Linked DNA regions of Sus scrofa: region 2 is linked to region 1. The links are chromatin contacts, called in public HiChIP or PLAC-seq maps. All regions are on one chromosome and are shown on one strand. The core of a region is the stretch at or near the end of the contact, and the rest is flanking DNA. Distances in the headings are between cores, read along the strand shown. Region 1 holds the start of SSU72 (RNA polymerase II subunit A C-terminal domain phosphatase SSU72). Region 2 holds the start of FAAP20 (Fanconi anemia core complex-associated protein 20).

The links. HiChIP or PLAC-seq counts read pairs in DNA pulled down with a chosen protein or histone mark.
Region 2: a contact with region 1 is called in an H3K27ac HiChIP or PLAC-seq map of alveolar macrophages. The contact joins the promoter of FAAP20 here to the promoter of SSU72 in region 1. A contact is called at or near these places in 1 of 5 promoter capture datasets (fetal skeletal muscle) and 1 of 2 datasets of contacts at active chromatin or transcription factors (alveolar macrophages).

What each region holds. Positions count from the first base shown.
Region 1 is chr6:63,753,152-63,760,071 of Sscrofa11.1, forward strand. It overlaps SSU72 (RNA polymerase II subunit A C-terminal domain phosphatase SSU72), which reads right to left and starts at 4,309. Exons shown (of 5, transcript XM_003127502.5): 1 at 1,595-4,309. The coding sequence starts at 1,773.
Region 2 is chr6:64,166,607-64,173,526 of Sscrofa11.1, forward strand. It overlaps FAAP20 (Fanconi anemia core complex-associated protein 20), which reads right to left and starts at 3,057. Exons shown (of 10, transcript XM_021097589.1): 1 at 2,905-3,057; 2 at 2,159-2,279; 3 at 1,524-1,836; 4 at 1,470-1,522; 5 at 1,259-1,467; 6 at 385-540. The coding sequence starts at 3,057. LOC110261079 reads right to left here. Exons shown (of 3, transcript XM_021095200.1): 2 at 5,333-5,733; 3 at 4,923-5,219.

The DNA.
Region 1 (6,920 bases), core at 3,059-5,558:
AAGATCATCAGTCAGAAGCAGCAGAACGAGGTGGTCCTCCAGATTTCTTGTTATTCTAATTTAAGATATTAAATCTTATTTCCCTTAATAATTTTCCAGGAGTGTGAACCTTGCTTTCTTTTCCTTAAATTTCCCACTTTTAGGAAAATTCTGAACAGACTGCAAATGCAGTTGGGGGGGTTCTCTTGTGGGACAGCGGGTTAAGGATCCTGGGTTAAGGATCCTGCGTTGTCACTGCAGCAGCCAAGTTCCACCCCTGGTCAGGGGAACTTCCCCAAGCTGCAAGAGAGACTACAAAAGGGGGGGGGCAGTTTGGGGATCAGGTCGAGCATACTATAACTCTAACACCTTTCCAGTGTTAAAACAACGTTACAGTTTACACAACTCCAGTTTAAAAGCAAATTTCACATTGGTTTGCTAGGTTCAAAGCATTTCACACTCTACCAGATACTGACAGGAACGCAATACTGTTGACAACTGTGCTAGATGTTAGGAAGAACTGAACTCGTAATTAGCAGATGGTGGACACCTGGCACTTTCAGTTTCATTACAAATGAGGGGGTGGGGAGAATTCTGATTTCCCCAAGTTACTCAGGAGGATCAAAACTGCGGTAATAAGAGAGGGCAGGTGTGGTTGTCCTGTAACGTCCACGTAAGCAAACTTGGGAGGAGAAAAACTTTCAACTTAGTTTTTCTATCAAAGTTGACATGTATCGCAACGGCTCCGTTTCACATTCTGTGAAGTGATTAAAAAAAAAAAACTTTATCCAACGGGAATAAACTTTTATTAAGCACAAACCACACCAGGGTCACAAAAGTGGAGTTCAGTGAAATATGAACTAGAAGCGTGAAACCAAACTCACGTGTAGTTCAGAAATGACTGGAGATTTTCCAAGGGAAGAGGGAGGAGTTTTTGCATGAGATTTGAAAACCGAGATGTGCATAAATATACAAATACATGAAATCAACAAAATTGGCCGTTCCCGGTTTCGTTTTGTTTTTACGACTTGTTCTATCCTCGAGTTCTGTTGTGCAAGTTTTCCAGATTTGACAAAAGGCGACACACCCTGCAGACTGGAGGACTATCCTCTGGTGGACCCAAACCTTGGTCTTGGAACTTACCGCCTCACTGGTGACCATTTAGGCCACTGTTTTCAGATGCACAGACTTGCGTACAGAGTAGACGCAAACCGCACCAGCCTTTGGTGTTTACTAGCAGCTCTGAGATTTCCACGACCCAGAAACCCTTCGGCTGAGACTCTGACCTTTCCGTAATGCTAAGCACACGTGAGGGGACCGCGAGGTAGACCGAGCCTTGTCGATTCCTCGCTGCGCTCGGCCCCTAAGCCCACGAACCCGGGCGCTGCGCGGCATCTCGGGCATCCTTTGGGGGCCGGGGCGCACCGCCCGTCTGGGAACGGGGCTGCCCAGCAAGGGCAGGGGAAGCGCGGGCCAGGAAAGCGGCCGCCGCCACACAGCATGGGCCGGGAAACGGGACTGCCCAGCATGGGTCGCGGAGAGATGCGGCCGGAGGAACGGCCAGTAGGGCCGGTGTTCGTAGGGCGCGCTGGGCCAGGGCGGAGGCCCTAACTACCTGAGGATGTTGTGCGCCTCCATGCTCCGGTTCTGGTTGCTCGAGCACACCACCGCCACCCGCAACGGCGACGACGGCATTGCGGTAGCCGCACCGTCCGCGACTCCCGCCTCCGAGCTCCCACCCAGCGGCGCCGCTTCCGCGCGAGGAAGATGGCGACCTCGGTGCCCGGAAGTCATGACGCGCAAAAGGCGACGCCGGCGACGTAGCGCGTCGGGATGTGCGGCACGGACGTACGCAAGGCGTCCCGGCGGCCTCCCCACGCCGGCCGGGAGCGCTGGGCAGCGGACGGAGGGAGGCCCCGCCCCGCGGGCGCCCGGCCGGCTGGCGAGCTCGCCTCTTCTCTGTGCATGAACCACAGAGGCCAGCGCCCCGCACAGGAGTCGCCGTCCGGCCCAGCCCCGCGCACCGGCGACCCGACGTCGTCACGAGCCGCCGCAGTCGCCGGGAATGACGCGAAGGCACCGCCCCAGCTCAGATGATGTCACGAGCGCCGTCGCCGGGAATGACGCAAAAGGCGCTGGCCTGCTGGGACGGCCGTTGGAAGTGGCAGGTTCCGGGCAGCGTCTTCCAGGATGGCTTTGCGCGCTTCCGCCTGCCCCTGGCGACGCCCCTTGTTCTCGCTCCTGCCACCCGAGCCGCCGTGTCTCCCTTTTCTGCTCTGCCGAAGACTCTACGAAGTCTGACCTTTAAATGAAGTCGTGGAAGTGTTTGGAGAGGTGGTTAGGTGCTTTGAGAAGACCTCCCCGGTTAGGAGAGCAAGTCGATTGAAATCCTGGGGCTTGTTTGGAGGCCCTGCGGGTTTGAGATACGGGGTTGTAATTTGACCGAGAAACTAGGCAACCCGGTTTTGTTCTCCAGCCACTTGGAGTGGCCAATGAGTTGGTCTTCTGGTATGTGCAGCAAAAGGAGGGGGCGAGGGAATGGCGGTGCTCCGACGTGGATCCAGGCTGGCTGAGAAGTGAGGACACGAAGGGACGGTGGCAGTGGAAAGGTACCGTGTGCGCTGAACTGGAGATCCCAGTGGAGTGGAAGAAATGTCGCTGGGGCCAGAGGGTGGTAGAGCGGGATGCTTGAAACTGGGTGTAGAGGGAGCTGCCTTCTGAATGCCTGGAGGCTAGGCGTAACCGTAGGCACCGATGGTAGCAGATGGTAGCAGACCGTCTCGCTGTTGGAGAGGGGAAAGCTCTGAAGCCGGGGCAGTGAAGGACCATCTTCACTGATAGTCGGTTGTCCTAACATTGCTCCGGATGTTTTCATGGAGAGAAAGGTTGAGGACCAGGCACTCAGACTGTTTAAGTCAGGACCCTTGGGCCTGGTGTGAGGGAGGCCGGTGCAGGATTATAGCAAGGAAGTGTTTACTTGGAAGGACTTGGGGGTGTGAGGGATGAGTGAGGACCAATGAGGGCGTCCTCCCCTCCCACTCTCTGTATTTAAACACACACAGAACGCAACGTCCAGAGGGACCTACCCTGGAATGTGGCAGTGGGACCGCAACCCTAATGGCCTAGGGTTAAGGGTGCTTTATACTTATAAAGAATGCTCTTTATACCTTTTTGAATTCCTTGACTTTGTATGTTATGATGGACGTGTATTTTCTCTAACAACAACAACAAACAATAGAGGTGTTTACATTTGGAAAACAAGACGCCTCCATGGCCTCCCCAGTGTGCTCAGAAGGCATAACCTGAATTCAAAGACATTATGGCCTCACCACACCAGTACTGATCAGTACTGACCATTCCAATACCAATATAGTAGCTGTCCTACCTCACCTCTCCCTACCTCCTGTGTAGAACTTAACGTCCGCCAACTGAAAATTGCTTGTCGGTGCCTTACCTCTGTGTGTGCCCCCCAGACCTCAACTCAGTCCAAGTACTGAGATCAGATAGATGCCGCCCACTTCAAGAAAGCTCACCCATGTCCTCCTCTGCCCGCACTGGCCTTTCTGTCCTGGCTAGGGACCTTCTCTCTGGCGCTCTGTGCTGCTCTGCCCCACTGCATGCACAGACTCTGAGCTCAGAAGGGCTCAGGCCCCATTCCCAGGCGAGATGGTTTTGTTGCCTTATGTCCAGTGCATTGAGAAACGTCTCAGGAGTTCCTAAGTGGGTTAAGGACCCACTTGGCTTAATGCCCAGGAGTAGGGTGATTAGAGCATATGTTTAGGTGTACTTTTAACTTTCTAAGAAACTGCCAAATTGTTTTCAAAGCAAATGTACTGTCTCACATTCCCGTGTGCAGTGTCCCACTTTCTCTACATCCTTGATGGCACTTGATGTGATTAGTCTTTTTAGTTTTAAATTTTTTAAGATCAATTTGTGTGTGTGTGTGTGTGTGTGTGTGTATTTCACAAGTATAATTTTGGAAGGGCTGTTTGACAAATTTATGCATTACTGCCAAATCTGTAGACATGCTCACCACCACCACTAACAAAAACACACATTTGCTCTTGGCTTTTTTAAAACACGTAAGTATGGGGAGTTCCTGTTGTGGCGCAGCGGAAATGAATCCGACTAGGAACCACGAGGTTGCAGGTTCAATCGCTGGCCTCGCTCAGTGGGTTGAGGATCTGGCGTTGCCCTGAGCTGTGATGTAGGTCACAGACGCCGCTCAGATCTGGTGTTGCTGTGGCTGTGGCGTAGGCCAGCAGCAACAGTTCCGATTAGACCCCTAGCCTGGGAACCATATGCCGAGGGTGCAGCCCTAAAAAGACAAAAGACAAAAAAAAAAAAAAAAAAAACAAAAAAAAACAGGCAAGCGTCCCATTGCATCACACACAGAGATGCGGTAACAGATCTGAGAACATAATTAAACAGTTGATCTTTCTTTCACATGATGTGTACTTGATAACATAATAAAAATATAATTATTGGTTTACATGAGTATCAGTGATTTGCAGAATAAAACCCATAGACCATAGACCCACCAACTTTTAGGGGCAGAAACGAGTAAAAAGGTATTAAAAAATAGCATTTTGACGTTCCTGGTGTGGCTCAGCAGTACAAACCTGACTAGTATCCCTGAGGTTTCCAGTTTCATCCCAGGCCCCAACTGGTAGGTTAAGGATCTGGCATTGCCGGCAGCTGTAGTTCCGATTCAAACCCTGGCCTGGGAGGTTCCATATGCCACAGTGCGACCCTGAAAAAAGAAAATTAAAAATGGGTCTTAACCGTGGTATCCTGGGAAGGATCTGAAAAGATTGGTAATTCATCGGTCCTAGGTAACATTTAGTGAATGCCATGGGGGACTCAAGAAATAAGCAGGGTGCTGGGCGGTGGGGGTGGGGCAAGATAAGTGGGCAAGGAAAATGAAAAATGGAAGAGAAGTGTCTGAATTTGGGCAAGTGTGAAAAGGCCACCACAGAAACTGCTTTAGTTGCCGCACAGACGTTCTATACACGACCTGCTCCTGGACCACCGAACGCCCGGTGTGGAGGACGATTTAAGTAGAGCTCACATGTCAGCATTGAGAAAACCTCACTTATTTGCATCGAGAAAAACAACTTGTCTGATTTGTAAAAAGCGTCATTAAGTATTCAGAGGTAGAAGTTCCCGTCATGGCAAGTCGGTAACTCTAATTGTTTTAGTCAGATGTGGCCTTTAAATTTGAAATGTTTCTCCTGAAGAATTTTAAAAAATATTTTTGTTTGTCTTTTTAGGGCTGCACCTGTGGCATACGGAGGTTCCCAGGCTAGGGGTCGAATCAGAGCTGTAGCTGCTGGCCTACACCACAGCCACAGCAATGCAGGATCCAAGCCGAGTCTACGACCTACACCACAGCTCATGGCAACACTGGATCCTTAATCCATTAAGCAAGGCCAGGAATCAAACCTGTATCCTCATGGATACGAGTCAGATTCATTTCCGCTGAGCCAAGATGGGAACTCCATGAAGATATTCTAAAATAAGAGAAACTTATGTATCTGACTATGATAAAATATTTAAATAAGCCTAGAAAAAAAGAAATATTTCTCAAAACTGTCCTATCAAATAGGAGCTATTAGACATTAGCTATGAAACAGGTACTTTATTTCAGCCTTTAGCTAATTTTCATGAAATATTTGTTATCTCCAACTTCAGTTTATTCTTAAGTCATTTATAATAAGACAATGGGGACTTCCTGTCATGGTTCAGAGGCTAATGAATCCGACTAGGAACCATGAGGTTTCGGGTTTGATCCCTGCCCTTGCTCAGTGGGTTAAGGATCCGGCGTTGCCGTGAGCTGTGGTGTAGGTTGCAGACTCGGCTCGGATCCTGCGTTGCTGTGGCTCTGGCGTAGGCCAGTGGCTTGCAGCTCCGATTAGACCCCTAGCCTGGGAATCTCCGTATGCCGCAGGAGTGGCCGTAGACAAGGCAAAAGACAAAATAAATAAGACAATGATTACACGTGGCCATGTCTCCAGAGTTCCTGCTGTGGTGCAGTGAGTTCATGATCTGGCTTGTGTCTGTGGCGTTTCTGGTTCAATCCCCAGCACAGCACTGTGGGCTAAGGATCCAGTGTTGCCACAGCTGTGGCATAGATTGCAGCAACAGCTCGGATTCCACCCCTGGCCCAGGAACTTCCTTATGCTGTGGGTGCAGCCGAAAAAGCAGACAAAAAAGTAAAAGCGAAACAAAGTGAAAAGCACCAGTGAGCTGCGGGACAACCTCCAGCAACTGATACGTGTGTCATCGCGTCCCAGAGGGTGAGTGTGCGCTCTGGCTAGAGACACTGCTCCTGGCCAGGCTTGAACTCAGGATTAGTGGTGCCTCTAATCCTTTTTGCCTGGTCTTTTCTTGGCCTGGTGATGGCCTCACACACTCGCTGCTCCGTCCTAAGCTGCACTTCTTTCTGTCTCTGCGTCAGTGGTCTTCCGTGCAAACTGCAGCTGTCTTGGTCCCAGACCCTCAACTCAGGAGAGTCCTGAGCTCTCCCTGACCCTCCATCTGCATCCTGAAACCTCTCCAGACAACAAGCTGGAAAAGTCACAGAACTCAGTTCACTTCCTTTCTCTCAGCGGTCCTGGCTTCCATCGCATTGCGCCTGATATATTTCGAACTGTTGTTTCATGTAACAGCTATAATTTTTTGAATTGTTTCAGATGAAAGGATAATTCTAGTCCTTGTTAAGCAGTAACTAGAAATCTCACACAGTCAGTTTTTATTTTTTGTGTTTTTTCTTTTTTCATCTTTTTAGGGCTGCGATCATGGCATATGGAGGTTCCCAGGCTAGGAATCAAATCGGAGCTATAGCTCCTGGCCTACACCACAGCCACAGCAAGCCAAGATCCAAGCCATGTCTGAGACCTACACCACAGCCCATGGCAATGCGGATCCTTAACCCACTG
Region 2 (6,920 bases), core at 1,807-4,306, 410 kb after region 1:
CCTCCACTACAGACCACACAGCTGTTTCCCCGGCCCTAGACAGGCGGCGAAGTGGGAGCAGGGAGGGTCCTGGTGGACCCAAGACAGGGGCCGGGAGAGCGCTTGTGCCTCAGAGGTGCAGGCCCCAGGGGCTCTTGGGCGGGGCTGTGCCTGGCTCTGGCCTTCAGCACCCACTCTCTTTTGGTCTCAGCCACCCGCTGTGGGCCAGGGTGGGGGGGCCAGGACTCAGGCCAGGCCTGTGCTAAGTGCCAGGCCTCAGAGCCATGCTTGGTGGGGGTGGGGGTGGGGGGAGGCAGAGCCACATGTAAAGCTGTCTCCTGGGGCTTCTCCTCTCTGGTTTCATCCAGCTGCTGGGGATTAACTCCCCATCACCACTGGACCTACAGCCCGGGGCGCTTCCACAGAAAACAGGCCTGGGGTGACCCCTGTGCCAAGCCCGTGGCAGGTGCCGGCGCCTGTCAGGAGCCCTGCTCCTGGTCCCCTGGGCCGCCGCTCTCCCGACAGCTGCCCACCCGCCTGCCGGGCCTGCACGGGGTCCTTCTGGAGATGAACAGGGACCCACCTTGTACCAGCTGTCCCGGCATCACCAGCAAGACGCCATGTGGGTGGTGGGGCTGGAGGAAGTTTAAAAGTTGAACTTGATTGAAAGGCTCCCGTTTTCTGAGCCATCTGCTCCAGTACAGGCAGCGGGCTTTACTGGAAAATAATTTCTGATGGGGACGGATGCTGGCGACGAGGAAACGAATTTTTCACAAGCCGAATTCGTGTTTACAGAGAAGATTTCAGCGTTTTGGAGGAGGCGCCCCTGCAGCAGCGAAGCAGAAAGGGCTCCAGTGGGCGGGGGTGTCAGGCCCCACCCTGCAGCCGCGGGCAAGACCCAGCTGTGAGGTCCCCTCCCTCACGCTCTCCCTGGCTGGGGAAGCGGGTACCCCTCCCGTCCAAGGCACCTGCCCCAGACTCAGGGGGACATCCGCAGCCAGTTGCTCAGGGGCCTGACCCTCCCCGACACCTTCCAGTCCCCAGGGTGACAGGTGTCCAGGCCCCTGGCATCCTCGAGCCCTCCCTCCTGGGAGCGAAGTTTGCCGCTGATGGCACTGAGGCCTCGACTCCAAGGCCCGCCCGACTACACGTCAGTGGTCTCGGCCGAGAGCCACTGGCAGGCTCAGGGTCTGAGCCCCACCCCCATCGGCTTCCCCACCCCATCCTTTGATTTTGAGGGGGCTGGTTCTGCTATCAGGGCACTGGGCAAGTGCCGTCAAGACAGCACAGGTGGGCAAAGGCCTGCAGGCACGCCCAGCCCACTGGCCGCACAGCCTCCAATTTCCAAGTGAAACCGTGGGTTGGGGCACATGCTCTGTGCAACTGCCCCACTGGCAGTGCCCGCCAGCCGTGAGGACGGCCTCGAGGGCTGGGCACCCCCTCTCCGGACCCCGGCCTTCAGACGCAGCCATGCAGCGGGCTGTGCCGGCCTCACCTGCTGGCCTGTGGGGGCCAAACAGGCAAGCCCGCCTGGAGCCAGGCAGTGGCATTCATGGGTGTGCAGAGTGCCAGGCAGACAGGCTGGGTTGAAACAGTTACCCAGGAAACATCGGGCGATCCGTTGGGCAGCAGAGCAGGGTGCGGGCTGCCCACCGGGGTGAGGGCCAGGGTGCCCTCGGTCCCCTTCTCGAGGCCCCTCCTCACGGCCATGGCCGGCGCCTGTGTCACCAAGGACCTGGAGCCACGGGGAGCCTGAGGATGAGTGGCAATGCAAGGCAGAGACCAAGCTTTGAGGATATTGGGTGGCCAAACAGTGTCCCCCCAAGTTTGTGTCCCTTGGGAATCTGTGAACGTGAGCTTATTTGGAGTCATGTTAAGATGAAGCCATTCTGGGTTCAGGCTCCCTGATCCGGTGTGGCCTGTGTCCCTGCAAGGAGAGGGCTGTGTGGGCGGAGGGTGGAGGGAGGCGGCGAAACCCCAGGGACACCTGGAGCCCCGAGGCCGGAGGATGCTCCCCGCCCCACCCGCACCCGTCCCTGCTGCAGGGGGGCGGGGCAGAGACACCCGGAGTGGGAGCTAGTGGGTCCCGACGTTTAAAGCCCCCTGGGGGGCCTTTGTGCAGCAGCCACGGACCCGGCCGGCCCTGGGACTCAGGCCTCTCTAGGTCGTCACCTGGCACCAAGTGCTGCTGGGAGACCCCCAGGCATCTTCAGGCCCCGCTTCTTGCCCTGGGTCCTGTCACCATCCTCCAGAGCAGGGACGCTGCTGCCACCATGGCTGAGACGGTGGCCCAGCTCCCACTGTCCGGGGAAGAACCGGGATGGGCGACACTGGCAGGCCCCTCCCTCTCTGCCCTCCCCCGCCCTCCCCTCCCAGAGAGCCTGTCCGTGGACTCTAGAGGCTTCTCACCTCCTTACTGCAGATCTCCTGGCCGGAACCTCAGCTTCCCAAGATGCCCACCTGTCACCCTGACTTCCGACCTCCTGCTCTGAGGGAGTCTGAGTGTTCTGATCCCCTTCCTGGGGGTCCCCTCGGGCGGGGCCATCCTCAGGAGGCAGGGGTCCCCATCTGAGGAGCTGCTGGCGTCAGCCGTGTCCCCCCCTCCCCCCGCTCCCCTCCTCCTCCCGTCACAAGGGCACAAAGGCTTTAGCCTGTCCCAGTGTGGACACGGAGGCCAGGTCAGGGGTCAGCAGACAGCTATTCGACCTCCCTGGCAGTAAAGGGTAGGGGTTTGTGGGACGGGCTTGCGGGCACAGGCAGAAAACTGCCTCCTTACCCCGCCCCCAGGGGCCAGTCCCGGAGGTGTTTAACGCGCCCTCTGAGTCTTTGGCTGCCCAGAGGTGCCAGCGGCAGCCACAGGACACGGGTCATCTGCCTGAGACCCCACGGGGACACCAGCCCCTCCAACGGAAGGGCCCGTGTCACCTTTCTCCGCTGCCAGGTTGAGGGCAGCAGTTGGTCTGGGCATAACTGGCTGTTGGTTGTCTGGCCCGGGGGGGCCGAAAGGGGCCAGGCCAGCTCTCTGCCCGAGACCCCGGGCCTCACTGTCCAGGAGTCGGGGACAGCCAGACCCCGCATGCTCCGCCCACTCCCGTTGCCCTGGGCGCTGAGCCTCCTGCCACGGGAGCCTCCCCAGGCCAGAGGCCAGCCCAGCCCCTGAGTGTCCCCTTGGAGGCCTGCAGGGGACTTGGCCAGCGGGAGCTGTGGCTGGCGGCCCTGTGGAACCGCTTCTCTGAACTGGCCTTCTTCCTGCCTGAGCCCAAGGTGGGGCCGGGACGAGTTGGAATCAGGCTGGAGATGTCCACGGGCAGCCGAACCCCCTCGGGCCTCTGAGCCTGGCTGCCCTCCTCCCACCCCCTCCTCAGCCACTCTGCAGGCCAGGCCTGGGCTGCAATCCTGGCAGGAGGGAGGGAGCCGTCCAGGGAGGGAGCTGGCCTCTCCCAGCTCCTGAGGCAGCTTCGGGCCCATCTGGCCGCTCAGGAAGGGTCTGGAGAGTGTGCAGGAATTTAAGAAAACCCACAGAGCTCGGGGGGAAGGGGAGTTAGGGACACGTGACTCGTTTGGGGGTCCTTCTCAGGAGCACAGCCCACCATGGGCAGTGGGCACCTTCCGAGCTGGCGAAGCCCACCCGCTGAGACAGCAGCCCCACCCCTGCAGATGGAGGTGGGGGGGGCCTACCAGCTGGTCCCCCCTCGGCGGCTCATCACCCCTCCCCTGCTTCCTCCTTTCTCCCTCGGGGACACCACGGGCTCCTCGGTGGCCAAACCCTCCTAACATACACTGTGGGTCAGGCCCCGCCCCGGCCACCCCGTGCACATGGCTCACCCTCGCTGGGGACAGCCGAGCCCAGCGTGGTCCTCCCCTCTGCCCACCCGATCAGGGAGGGGCAGGTGGTGGCTCCGGAGACAGCAGTGGGGGCAGGTCACTTCTGGGACACAGGCGCCTTCACCACCCACCCCAGGACGGAGGGGCTCTGGCCCCGCCCCAAGTACAGACGGGCCAACCAGCCCTCTGTCCTTTGCCGCAGGACAGTGAGCTCTGAGCTGGGACCTGAACCTGGGTCTCCTGTGCTGCTGCAGGGGTGGCTTTGCTGATGTCTGCCACTGAGTGGCCTTGAGAGGAGGTCAGGCAGTGACGGGAGTGCTGCCGCTCTGAGCACCATGGGGAGGGGGGTGCAAGGGGAGCCCTCCCACCCTGGGTGCCCACGTGCCCCCTCACCACAGGGCTGCTCCTGAGCTGTGGAGGCGCCAGGGGACTCAGAGAGAGGACCATCCCCCAACCCTGCACCCACGGCCAGCCACCCTACCTGCCCAGGGTCTGCCCACGTGGCTGGTGTGGCCACTGTCCCTCTGATGTCTCCAGGGCCATGGCCTTGCCCACAGCTGCCCAAGGTCACCCTGCAGCACTCGGCCCTCACCGGCCCCCCCGCTCTCGCCCTCAGGTGCTGCCCTCGTCCACGGCCAGTGGTCCCCGACTTGCCCACCTCCGACCTGCCTCGCCCTCCTGGCCTTGGTCCCTCCGCCTGCCCCTCCTCTCGGGTCATTCTCTGCTCGCTGCGCTTTGCACGCAGAGGACGCGCCCGGCGGCCATGTGCCAGGAGCTCTGGGCCGCCGTGGGCGGTGAGCGACCCTGGGCAGGGGAAGGGCCTGGAAGCTCCGAAGGTCCTGCCACATGCCCGCTGGAGCGCGTGATGATGCTCTGGGCACCTTCTGCCCCCTGGAGGCTGTGGGCTCCCAGGAGGCCCCCCTCACCCTCCACCAAATGCCGCATCAGTGTGCGTGCGGGGGTGCTGCCCCTTCCCACCCGGGGCCCCAGCCCTGGAGACCCCCCTCCTGCGGGTACCACCGGCCTTGGTGGCCCCGTTTCTTCTCAGCCCAGCCTGAGGGTGGAGGCTGGCTGTGCCCCAGTCTGTTCCGGTTGCTATGACAAAATACCACGGAGGGTTTCCCTCTCTGTCCCCACGCGCCAAGGACACTGTCCCTTTTATGAGGTCACTAATAAATGATCCATCACCCATATAACCCATCACTCCCCAAAGGCCCCCCCCTTAACTGGGATGAGGTCTCAACACACCATCTGGAGATCCCAGGGGCATCGGCTCCCAGGGGCTCTGCAGCCTCTGCTCCGGGTGGGGGCCACCCCCCGGTCCAGGTACCTTCATCGCTGGCCCCCTCTCTCCAGGTGGGGGAGGAATGGAGGCCCCCATGGCGTCACGTCCCTGACCCTGCTCGCCGGCCTGTCTGTAAGGTGGGAGAGAAGCACAGTACGGTGGGAGGCCTCCTCCTGGAGATGGGGTCCCCCTGCCACCCCTCCCAGCACAGCCAAGAGCACACTTTGGAGAGAGAGTCCTTACTCTGTCCAGGCTCTTTGCCGAGCCCACGAGAGGGGCTGTGAATGCAGAGGCTCTGACAGACGTCGCTGTCCAGGCCGCCATCAGGGCGGGGATGCTGATGCTTAAGAAGCCTCACAGGAGACAGTTTCTCTGGTGGAAGAACAGCTGCCAAGCGAAGCTTTGACACCAGAGGCGGGAAGGGGTTCGCTCAGATTGTCCCACACCAGGCCATGTGACCGGGGGACGGTCCTCTCCCCGGTGAGGCGCCCTGCTCGGCTGGTGCGGGGTTCCCACCAGCTTTGGTGGCCCTTCCTCGCAGTGGGCAATACAGGCCCCCCTGCTCCGGGTAGATGTTTTGCCAGAGAGCACATCGGGACCAGCGGCCAGGTGAAGAGGGGTGTGTCTCCCTGGGAAGACGTGGGCTGGTGGGAGAGATGGTTTGCCCACTTAGACTCCACATTCCAGAATAGAGGCAAGTCTACCGGACTCCAGGGAGCTGGGCCCCAGGCTCGGGGGCAGCCGGCAGGGCCGGGTCCTGGTAGAGGGGGGCGGCCCACCTGCCACGGAGACCCAGGACGCCCTGTCCCGGACACAGGGGGAGCCGAGGCCCTTCCTCTCCGGCCTGCGGAGAGGGGTCTGCCCGGGCCCCCCCACCCCCGACCCTAGGTGTGGGCTGGTGGACGCCCGGATCTGGGAGAAGCCGGGGGCCAGGGAAGCCTGCGGCCGGGGGCGCCGGGGCCGCGGCAAGAAGGCCTGGTGCTGCCAAGCGCTCTGGAGCGATCGCCGCCCGGAAATGGCCCTGCTTCTCCCGGAGGACGAGGGCGCCCTGGCCGGGTACTGGGTGGTCACCCCGGCAGGCACAGAGCCCCGGGAAGCGCCCCGCGTGCCCGCGGTCGCCCTCCCGCCCCCACGCGGGGCCTTGGCCCGCTCCTGCCCTCAGGCGTTTTCCATCCTCGGCCGGAGACGGAGCCACCAGTTCCGCGCGCGTCCCTGTGCTCGCGGTCTGTGCGGGGGTCCGTGTGTGCGCGTGTGCACGTGTCTGTGCTCCTGCCGCCCGGCGGAAGCCCAGGCGCCTCCGGCCCAGGGAGTGTCCCGCGGGGACGGGGACCGCGGCGGGGGCTCAGGCTCTGCCTCGGGCGGCAGGCCTCCCGCTGCCCTGCCGGCCAGGCGTTGGGCTCCCGCCCGCCTCCGGCCTCCTTTTTCCCCCTCAGCTTTGCCCGCCCGCCGCCGCCGCCCCCTCCCCTCCCCTCCCGCCGCCGCCCCCTCCCCTCCCCTCCCGCCCCCGCCCCTCCTCCCGCCGCTGCCCCCTCCCCCTGCTTCCTGGCGAGCAGATCGCAACCAGACTTGTTGTTAAGTCTCCCTGCAGTTGTCCGCCCGCCCGTCCAAGTTAAATATTACTCATGGAGAGGGGAGCCCGCTGGGCAGCGCTGGCCCGAAGGTGGACTGGCCTGGGGAAGGTGCTGGGTGGAGGCCAATGCCAGGCCTGTGGCCTCTGGGACCCTCCCTGTGGCGTCTGTGGGCCCCGGGTGTGGGGCTGGGGGTGGCAGGCCGAGGCCACCAGCTCTGCCCTGTCCTTGGAAATTGCCTTAAGGCCCACGCAGCAGCAGGA